2 separate regions of the Mus musculus genome follow, and region 1 is linked to region 2. A link is a contact called in public Hi-C data. All regions are on one chromosome and are shown on one strand. Each heading gives the region's core, a stretch centred on a gene start, on an enhancer-like site or on the middle of the called end of the contact. The rest is flanking DNA. Distances are from core to core; before and after follow the strand shown. Region 1 holds the start of Cenpe (centromere protein E). Region 2 holds the start of Ostc (oligosaccharyltransferase complex subunit (non-catalytic)).

What was found. Hi-C and Micro-C count contacts between places; a contact is called where the count stands out from the background.
Region 1: a Hi-C map of neutrophils shows a contact between it and region 2, with 10 times the contacts expected there. The contact joins the promoter of Cenpe here to the promoter of Ostc in region 2. A contact is called at or near these places in 1 of 39 promoter capture datasets (pre-B cells) and 1 of 484 Hi-C or Micro-C datasets (neutrophils).

The regions. Positions count from the first base shown.
Region 1 is chr3:135,211,266-135,215,911 of GRCm38.p6, forward strand. It overlaps Cenpe (centromere protein E), which reads left to right and starts at 1,298. Exons shown (of 46, transcript NM_173762.4): 1 at 1,298-1,449; 2 at 3,839-3,930. The coding sequence starts at 1,394.
Region 2 is chr3:130,707,214-130,711,417 of GRCm38.p6, forward strand. It overlaps Ostc (oligosaccharyltransferase complex subunit (non-catalytic)), which reads right to left and starts at 2,231. Exons shown (of 4, transcript NM_025509.3): 1 at 2,024-2,231. The coding sequence starts at 2,162.

The DNA.
Region 1 (4,646 bases), core at 48-2,547, 4.5 Mb after region 2:
CTCTTTTTCTGTACTGTTAGGAATTGAACAGAATGATGCAGGATTCCCCAGCTCCGGCCCCCTTTTCAGTTATTGTGAGACTGATTAAACTGCCCCCATTGGCCTTGAACCATCAAGCACCATCTCTTTCTCATTAGTGTATATTAATTGTACAAGACGTTTCATTTTGTTATGACATTTTCATACCTGAATATTACGTCCTTTTGTCAAATTCACCTCTTCTGCTACCCTCTCAGTCCCTCTCTTTTTCCTTCTAATAATTATCTCTTGATGAACAGCATAGATCATATAGTGGAATACAGTCAATCTTTAATAAATACTGCCTGCTATATAATGTTAGCAAAGACAGTGTGACAAAATCACAGCTGTGAAAATAATACTCTTGCTCTAAAAAATCCCTTCCTTGCCTCTGAGCCTTTAATGACATAACATTTCTTCCCCTTCATAAGTTTGTTCCCTACAGCTAAATATATATTTGCCCACTTTAAAAAAAAAAAAAAAAGTTAAAACAGGGCAGGGAAGATAGCTCAGTGAGTAAAGTCACTGGCTGCCAAGCTAAAGTTGAATCCCTAGAACCTAGTGGTAGGAGAGAACTGACATCCCCAAATTGTCCTTGGTTGCCTCCCTGAGGCTGAAGGTTAAGTCATTGTTGCCTGGAGACACCACATACTTCAGACTTGTCGGGAATTAGAAAATTCCAGCTGTTTCTGAGCTAGAAGCCTCGTCCCTAAGGCGTAGCTTTATTATTTTGGGAGCCTCTTGGATTACTCTAACCAACATGAAAAGAAGTGTTCCATGCCTAGTACTGGGGATTTCTCGGGTAATCCATGCTCTAGTGTGCAGCACTGTCATGTCCCCACAACATTTTCCCAGGTGTCAATGATTCTCTCCCTTACATGAGGCTCTTACACTCACCGTCCAGAGAAATGAAAGTTAAAGAAAAGAAACAACAACGCCTCAAAGCAGTTCCAAAAGAAAAGAAAATCTTCCTTTCCTGGCTGGGCAGTGAGTTCCCATTGGAGGCTTTAAAACAAAACGAAAGCTTTTTTTGGTTTGGTCTAGTCTGGAGTTCTTGTTTGTTTGTTTTTTAAGATTATAATTCTTTTGTTCTGCAGGCGTGACTCTAACACAAAACTTCTCTCCAGCTGAGTTCTGAGGCTCTCAGTTCCGGGATCTCTGAGTCTCCCCCGCCTTCCCCATCCATGGACTCGCCCCGCCTTTCCCCCCGCAACCCCCACTCGCCGCAGCACTTGGACTGTCCCGTGACGTCATGACGCTGCGCCACCCAATCCGCTGCAACCTTGAGGACATTTTAAACTTAAAGGCGGGGCGGCCCGGGAGCTCGGTCGGCGCCGTTGCTCTCCTTCGTTTCCCTTAGTCTGCAGCGGACAGGATGGCCGAGGAGGCTTCAGTGGCTGTCTGTGTTCGTGTGCGACCCCTCAACAGCAGGTAGGCGGCCTGGGGCGGCGTGGGGACCTGCGTCCCAGCCCGCGCTGCCCCGAGTCACACCGACACCCGGGTGCAGGACTCCGTTTCCCCGAAAACACGGTCCGACTGCGCGTAGTTCTGCTCAGGGGACACTGCCGTCCTCGCCTGATGGACGGAGACAGTGAATGTTCAGTAGTGGGAAAAGGTCGGGAATGCCAGAAAGAAAAGACAAGAGGGGGTTGATGAAGTCTACTGGGTTTGCTGGCTTCTGGCCTTCAGCTAGAGATGCTAAAGCTTGAGAAATTGGTATTAAACGGGTGGTCGATAGGCGAGATTCTCAAAATTGATTATTTCTTGCATTTAAGTTCCTTCCCTAATTTGGGAAAAAGCTGGCTCCTAGTTAGCATTAGCTGTTGACTTGACAGCCAGCTATATCTAAGGGAGTCTCCATTGGAGGACTACCTGGATGAAGTTGGCCAGTGGGCATGTCCTTGTGGTGGAATCTTAGTTCCTGGTTGATATGGGCAGTGCTTAGGCCAGTCTGGGTGGTTCCATTCTTACTCATGGAACTCAAGGCTGTGTAAGACAGCTACGTAGGCAAAACCCAGAGAGAGCAAGACAATAAACAATGTGCTTCATGAATTCTGCCTCCACTCCTGCTTGCGACCCTGCCCTGACTTTCCCTGGGGCTGGAAGTGTAGGCTGATATAAACCTTCTCCGTTCCAAGTTGCTTTTGATATAAACCTTTTCCACTCCAAGTTGCTTTTGGTCATGATATTTTATCACAGCAGCACAAAGCAAACTAAAACAGTATATCTATAGACATAAGCCGTTAACGATACACAGAAAAAAAAAAGAAAAACAAAACAAAACTGTGCAGAATGTTGAAAGAGCCACTGGGCCTTCAGAGACATGGGGTACCTGGTGTCAGGAAAACGCTAACACTACAGAATAGGTGGTTCATTGATGGATAGATCACAGAGATTCAACTTCCAGATTGCTTGACTGATGTGGTGTTTGGTACGAATAGGAATTTAGAGGAAGGTGGCACTGAAGAGATTAGTGGTGTCTGTCATGGTGGCACAGGCCTTTAACCCCAGCACTCAGAAGACAGAGGGAGGTGTATCTTAGTTGTAGACCAGCCTGGGCTACCTAGTGAGTTCCAGGCCAACAAGGTGAGACAATGTCTCAAAGTAAAGAACAGAAAGAGATTAGTGACATAGTTCAGGGGATTTAGGGCATGTCAAGTATTCCGGAAGATTCCAGAAGTTTTTTTGTTTTTTTTAAAGATTTCAGAGAGGAAGTAGAGCCTATGCAGACAAAGATAGTTATGAATATAGTTAAACATAAAATTATATTACTTAAATCTTCATTTTGCAAGAGGTTTGGGTTTTTTTTTTTAATTTTTGTTTGTTTATTTGGTTGGGGGGGGGGGCGGTTGGTCGGTTTTGGTTGGGTGGTGGAGGTGTTTTGAGATGGGGTTTCACTGTGTAGCCCTGGCTATCCAGGAACTCAGTTCCATAGACCAGGCTAGCCTCCAATTCATAGAGATCCACCTGCCTCTGCCTCCCTAGTGCTGGAATTAAAAGTGTGTGCCACCACTACCCAGATTTTTGAAACTTTGTATTGCAAGGTTCTCCGGTAATACAAGATCTTTCCCCAGCTCAGTAGCTCTCAGTTTTCCAGTCTTTGTGCCACACTCAGAACACTGCCAGCCCTCTCTGCATGTGGACTGTCTGGTGATGTCATGACTCTGCACCTCTGCAAGGCTCAGTCAGCTGTGAAGTTGACATTTCAAAAAAAGGGGGAAGGCACTGGGCTTGGTAGGCACCCTAGGTCTTCTGCATTTTTCTGGGCAGGTGAGATGTCAGAGGAGGTGGTGGCCACTAAACTGCACCCTACTCTCTCAGAGCTGGCAGTTTGCAGAAAAAAAGAATTATAATCTTTAAGAAATAAATCAAACCAGACCAAACCAAACCCAAAAAAAAAAAAAAAAAAAAAAGCTTTTGTTTTGTTTTAAAGCCTCCAGTGGGAACTTTCCTGCCAGGAAAGGAAGATTTTTGTTTTCTTTTCAAACTGACTTGAGGTGTTTTCCATTTCCTTCCTTTGTAGATGACAAAATTATGTCTTATGTGAAAAGTCAGACACCCCTAGAAAAGGGTCCTAATACATAATGAGAGTCACACCCTGAACTGTTCTTCCATTGCTGGGTACTTCGAGTGGAGGGCTTCAGTAGGGACTGGCGAGAAGCAGACCTTGAGCCCCATTTAGGAGAGTTGAGTCCCAACCTTTCCAGAGTAGACGCTGTATGTTACTGCTATTCCTTAGGACATGAAATGTTGTAAATTACCCCTCCTGTTATGTGACCACCAGAATCACGTACTAAAATGTAGCATTCCGTTCTTCCAGAGAAGAAGAACTTGGAGAAGCCACCCACATTTACTGGAAAACAGATAAAAACGCTATTTATCAGAGCGATGGGGGTAAATCTTTCCAATTTGGTAAGTTTATGATGGCATCCGTTGCTTCCTAGCCTGGTGGTGGTGACCTCCAATCCCTGCACTCTATAATCTGAAGATAAGGGGTCAGGAGTTCAAGGCCAACCTGAACTGCAAAGGTGTTCTAAATTGAGCTATTTTCCCAGACCCTAGGTGGTCATCTTATTAAAACTAGGAAGACAACATTTTGAGCACAGAAGTATAGAAAATAAAATGCTTCCTAGTAAACAACTGTTTAATATACTAATATATTTTTTAAAGGTAAAACAGTATGTTTAAGAGATTATAAAAGCAAGATTAAAAGTTTCCCAAGCATTTGGACTCTGTACTATATAGGTTTTGGTGGCCCTATATGTATATAGAAGATTTGAACTCATCAATTGCTTGAGGTTGATGGTATTACAGTACAGACATCTACCAACTCTGCTTAATCTGAAATCCTAACTGCACAGCCTCTACGTGGCGCTTGGTTTTCCCGTTTTACCCGAGGACAAGTGTGTGGTTCTGATAGAAGCAGAGCGATTGCTAGGTTTCTTTGCCATCACATTTTCCTATTTTAAAGATCACCATAGAAAGTGTCCCATTTTTTTAGTTTACTAACAAAAGCAAAGAGTGGCAAACTTAGCAATGCAGATGCCTAAGTATCACAGGTAGGTGACTAGTTCCTGTAACTTTTTTTTTTTTTTTTTTTTTTTGGATTAGGTGTCTTCCTGATTCAG
Region 2 (4,204 bases), core at 981-3,480:
AAAATACAGAGGCACATTGTCTCATTAGTATGTGAATTTGCTTTCAGCTTTAAAAAATACCACAACAGGGGCTGGAGAGAAGGTTCAGAGGTTAAGAGTATTAACTGCTCTTTCAGAGGTCCTAAGTTCAACTCCCAGAAACCACATGGTAGCTCTGAACCATCTATGATGAAATCTAGTGTCCCCTTCTGAGTGGCAGGCATGCATGCATATGTACATGTATACATGATAAGAAAAAACTAGCATAAATTGTGTATCTAGCAAATTGTTGTTGTAAAGTAAGCTTACTAGTTACTTTTACTAGTAAAAGTTTGACCTTATACCTATTACATATGCCTATTTACCCAAGGTTGTGCAAAAATCTGTCAGGAAAAATGGGGACACATAGGAGGAAAAATGCCAGAAGTGCTGGTCTAAGTGAACAAAACACCTCACTAGTCTCCTGGTCCACGTTGGTCCACACTTTTTTTTTTTTTCTTTTCTAGTATGACCCTTCTAACCATTCAAACTCAGACTAACAGATCATTTCTCCAGGAAACATACTGGAATTAAATCAATGCTTCTAAACTCTACTGTGTAGCAGAAAGCAATTGTGCGGTAGTTAGCATGTCTCCACTACCTTCTATGGAGGGCAGAGTCATTATATTTTCTTTGCTGTTATCCCAGCACTGAGTTAACAGAAAGTCAGTGTCGCCTGTCCTTCCCAGCAACATTGCTTAGGTACAGGTACACTCAGTTTTTAGAAAGCTGTCCATTAGAATTTTCAGCTCTCCCAGCACCACGTCTGCCTGCACACGACTGCCATGCTTCTCGCCATGCTGAGAAGAAGCCATTCCAGAAGCCAAACGGTAAATGTACAAAATGCGCCCTTCCATTTTGACCCAGTGGTTGGGGCAGCGAAATTCCCCCCAAACCCCATTCTAAAACCACCAAAACTGTGGCCCAATAGAAAGCTGAGGCTTCTCACAAAAACTGTCTCCAAAGGAAGCAAAAGTCAAGAAACAAGCTGGCAAGAATGAACACTAAGTTCTTAAAGCCCAAGGCATTAGGTGTCATATTCACGATTCACTGTGCTGAGCAAAAGTGAATGTTAACGCCACACACACCAGGTAATGTCTTTTTTTTTTTTTTTCTTAAACAACAACAACAATGTTTAAAGTGGCCTTTAGCATTTCCGTTAATGTGCACTCCGTAGAATGCCAACTCTACAGTTAAATACTGTCTTCTACCTCTTCAAATATGCCAAGTAGCCTCAGAAAGCAGTTAAGCAATAGCAATATGTCTACACACACCCTAAAAAAAGTTGAACCACTTTTGCTAACCAAAAATCTTTTTAATTTTCTGAATTAAGTAGTACACTACTTCCTAAATTCCTGAAGCCCAGTCCTGGATACATCCTGGAACTGTCGCTCCAAAGGGTGCTCTAGAGCCTGCAGACGGACTGCCAACTCACCAATAGGCAAAGCCACACCCCTCTGCATTTTCCACTTAAGGGATTTGGTGACAGATATCTAAAAAGCACTGCTTCCCTTCTATTTTCTGAGTCCCATTTTCTGCCCTCTGAGATACACCATCTTTTTGCAAGCCTCAATTCCAATCTCACGTATTTCTCAAAAAAACCGTGGCTTCGGTAAGTTCCCTTCTCATTCCTGTGATTTGACATAAAGCAATCCAAGCCCCTGGGGTCTGAACTAACAAACTCAAAGGTTATCAGATCTCTTCCACGATTTCAGGGTCCTCACGATTAGTTTAATAAAAGTCCCACACTCTCTCGACCAACCAAGGAAACACAGTGATTCAAAAATGATGTTCCCAAGACCCTGGTCAAACAATGCACAGCAAGAAATAACAACTAGCTGGACTTGACAATTATATCCAACTCAGCGCTCGAAGGAAAAAGCGGGCAGAGAGGAGACCATCTCTTTCCAGTGAAAGGCGTGAGCCTACGGGGCCCGGCTCGGGGGCCACGCGCCTCCGGAGCGAGCAGCCTGCGCGCCCACCCGACCCATCACGGCCGAGTTACCTCCGGTAATGAGGAAGTAAGATACCACTACCAGGGCGTACACCGTCATAGCCGACGGCATGTGCACCCAGGGCGGTTTCTTCAGCTTCAGGTTGGGGCATTCGAGCACTAAGAATGGGACTCGGTACAGAGTCTCCATGTCCCCGGCGGTAGGGCCAGCCCTCTGGCCTCCAGCCTCCCGCACCGCCCGGAAACACGCCCGCCTACTGCGCATGCGTAAGCCGAGGACCACAGGTCTGTAGAAGTCAGAAGGAGACAAGATATTCACTGTAGAAAGAAAGAAATTGCACTAACCTGATAAATAATATACATATTTAAAAATAAATAATAATGGTCGTTTTTAGGCTTGAGTGTGGGTTAGAAGCTTTTTTCTTACTGAGAGATCATTGTTTATTATATACCTTCCAGGACCTGCAAGGCGTCCTACGTGGCCAAGCCACAGAAGCGGAGAGATTAGCATCCCCACTGCCCCGCCCACTTGCTGACGCCACCTACTTGAGAGCTGATTGGCTGCTGGAAACTCTTAAGTTCATAGAGCTGGAGGATGAATGAAAGTTTAGATGTGTGCTCCCTTTTAGTATTGGAGGTCTCCCCTCGGGGCTTTAAAAAGCTCTAATTCGCTGAGCTTTTTCTTCATGCTGTATAGCGACGCTAATTGGCAGTAATTGCCAAAGTAGTATGGGCTTTATAAAAAATAATAATAATAAATGAATAAAACCCACACAGTCCATGTCAACCACAAACTGTGACAGAACAAATATTACTTTAAACCATTTTCAGTCACGCCTGAGTTAGTAAAAATCACCCAGGCCAAAAATCTTGAAGTCATTCTGGTTTCTCACCTTAATTACCTGCTTAGTAGGGCGCCGGCTTCAGCACCATAAATACTAAAATTGGAACGGAAAATCCTGCCACCTGGCTACTTCAGGTGTCTTCCTGCCAAGGTATCAAATGTAAATAAGAAAGGACTTTACTAGCTAGAGACAGTAATCCTGATCAATCAAGGAAATAACGGGCTATTATAAAACAGCAAGGAGGGGGGAAATGTTTTTGGAATACAGAAGCTCCGCTGCAGTGCCTCTTATCGTTCCCGTATCCTATGATAAAAAGCTTAAGCAACATAACAAGCCAATGGGGGTAGAAATGTTAGTGGCTTGGACCATTCAGATTTTAAAATTTGAGCCACAGCAGGAGTTAAGGAACTAAAATCATCTACTGTTAGTTTTACTATAAGCAACAGAAATATGAAGTGTGAACTGGCGATGAATATATTTTTTTTCAAAAACATACAATATGGATATCATGTCAAGCTGTGTCATACCATGCTTGTATTTCATTAACTCACAAAGCTGGAGTACCGCCGGGCAGTGGTGGCACACACCTTTAATCCCAGCACTTGGGAGGCAGAGGCAGACAGATTTCTGAGTTTGAGGACAGCCTGGTCTACAGAGTGAGTTCCAGGACAGCTGAGGCTATACAGAGAAACCCTGTCTCAAAAAACCATTAAAAAAATAAATAAATAAAAAGCTGGAGTAACATTGCCCAGATCCTTCTCACTGCATAATTATTTTGGTTTTCTTTTTTTTCTCTCTCTCTCTTTTTTAAAAAGGTGCCAGGATCAAAATTAGTGCTACAAATATGCTAGGCTGAGTTAAAACTCTGAAACGTTTTTAATTAGAAGAAACATCATTAGTTTTAAGAGACAGTATTTTTTTTAAACTACGGTCATTATTTCTAAAACTTTAAAATACTAAATTGAAAATGGGTAGATTAAATAAATATCTGGTGAAGCATCAATATAGTGAGATACTGGGGAACCAGCACATGTGATGCCAAAGAAGTTCATTTTTCCTGAAATGGAGAGATGCTCAGGGCAGGTCTGAAATGAAGAATAGCGGGAGTGAAAAAGAGGCCCGTGGAGAACTGACTCATTCATGTGTGCATTTTTCAGGCATCGTGCACTGACGAAAGTCTAAAGGAACATAAAAACAAACGTGTGTGTGATAAAACTGTAGACTATGCCTTTTCCAAAATACTACCAATTACATACGAACAACGTTTGTATGTAATATGCATGTTCAATATGTTATATTCTATGTTCGAAAAGTTTAAAGAGTTCCCAGTTATAACATGGCAGTTACTTTCTACCAAAGAATACAGTGCTGTGTTCTCCAAGGATTA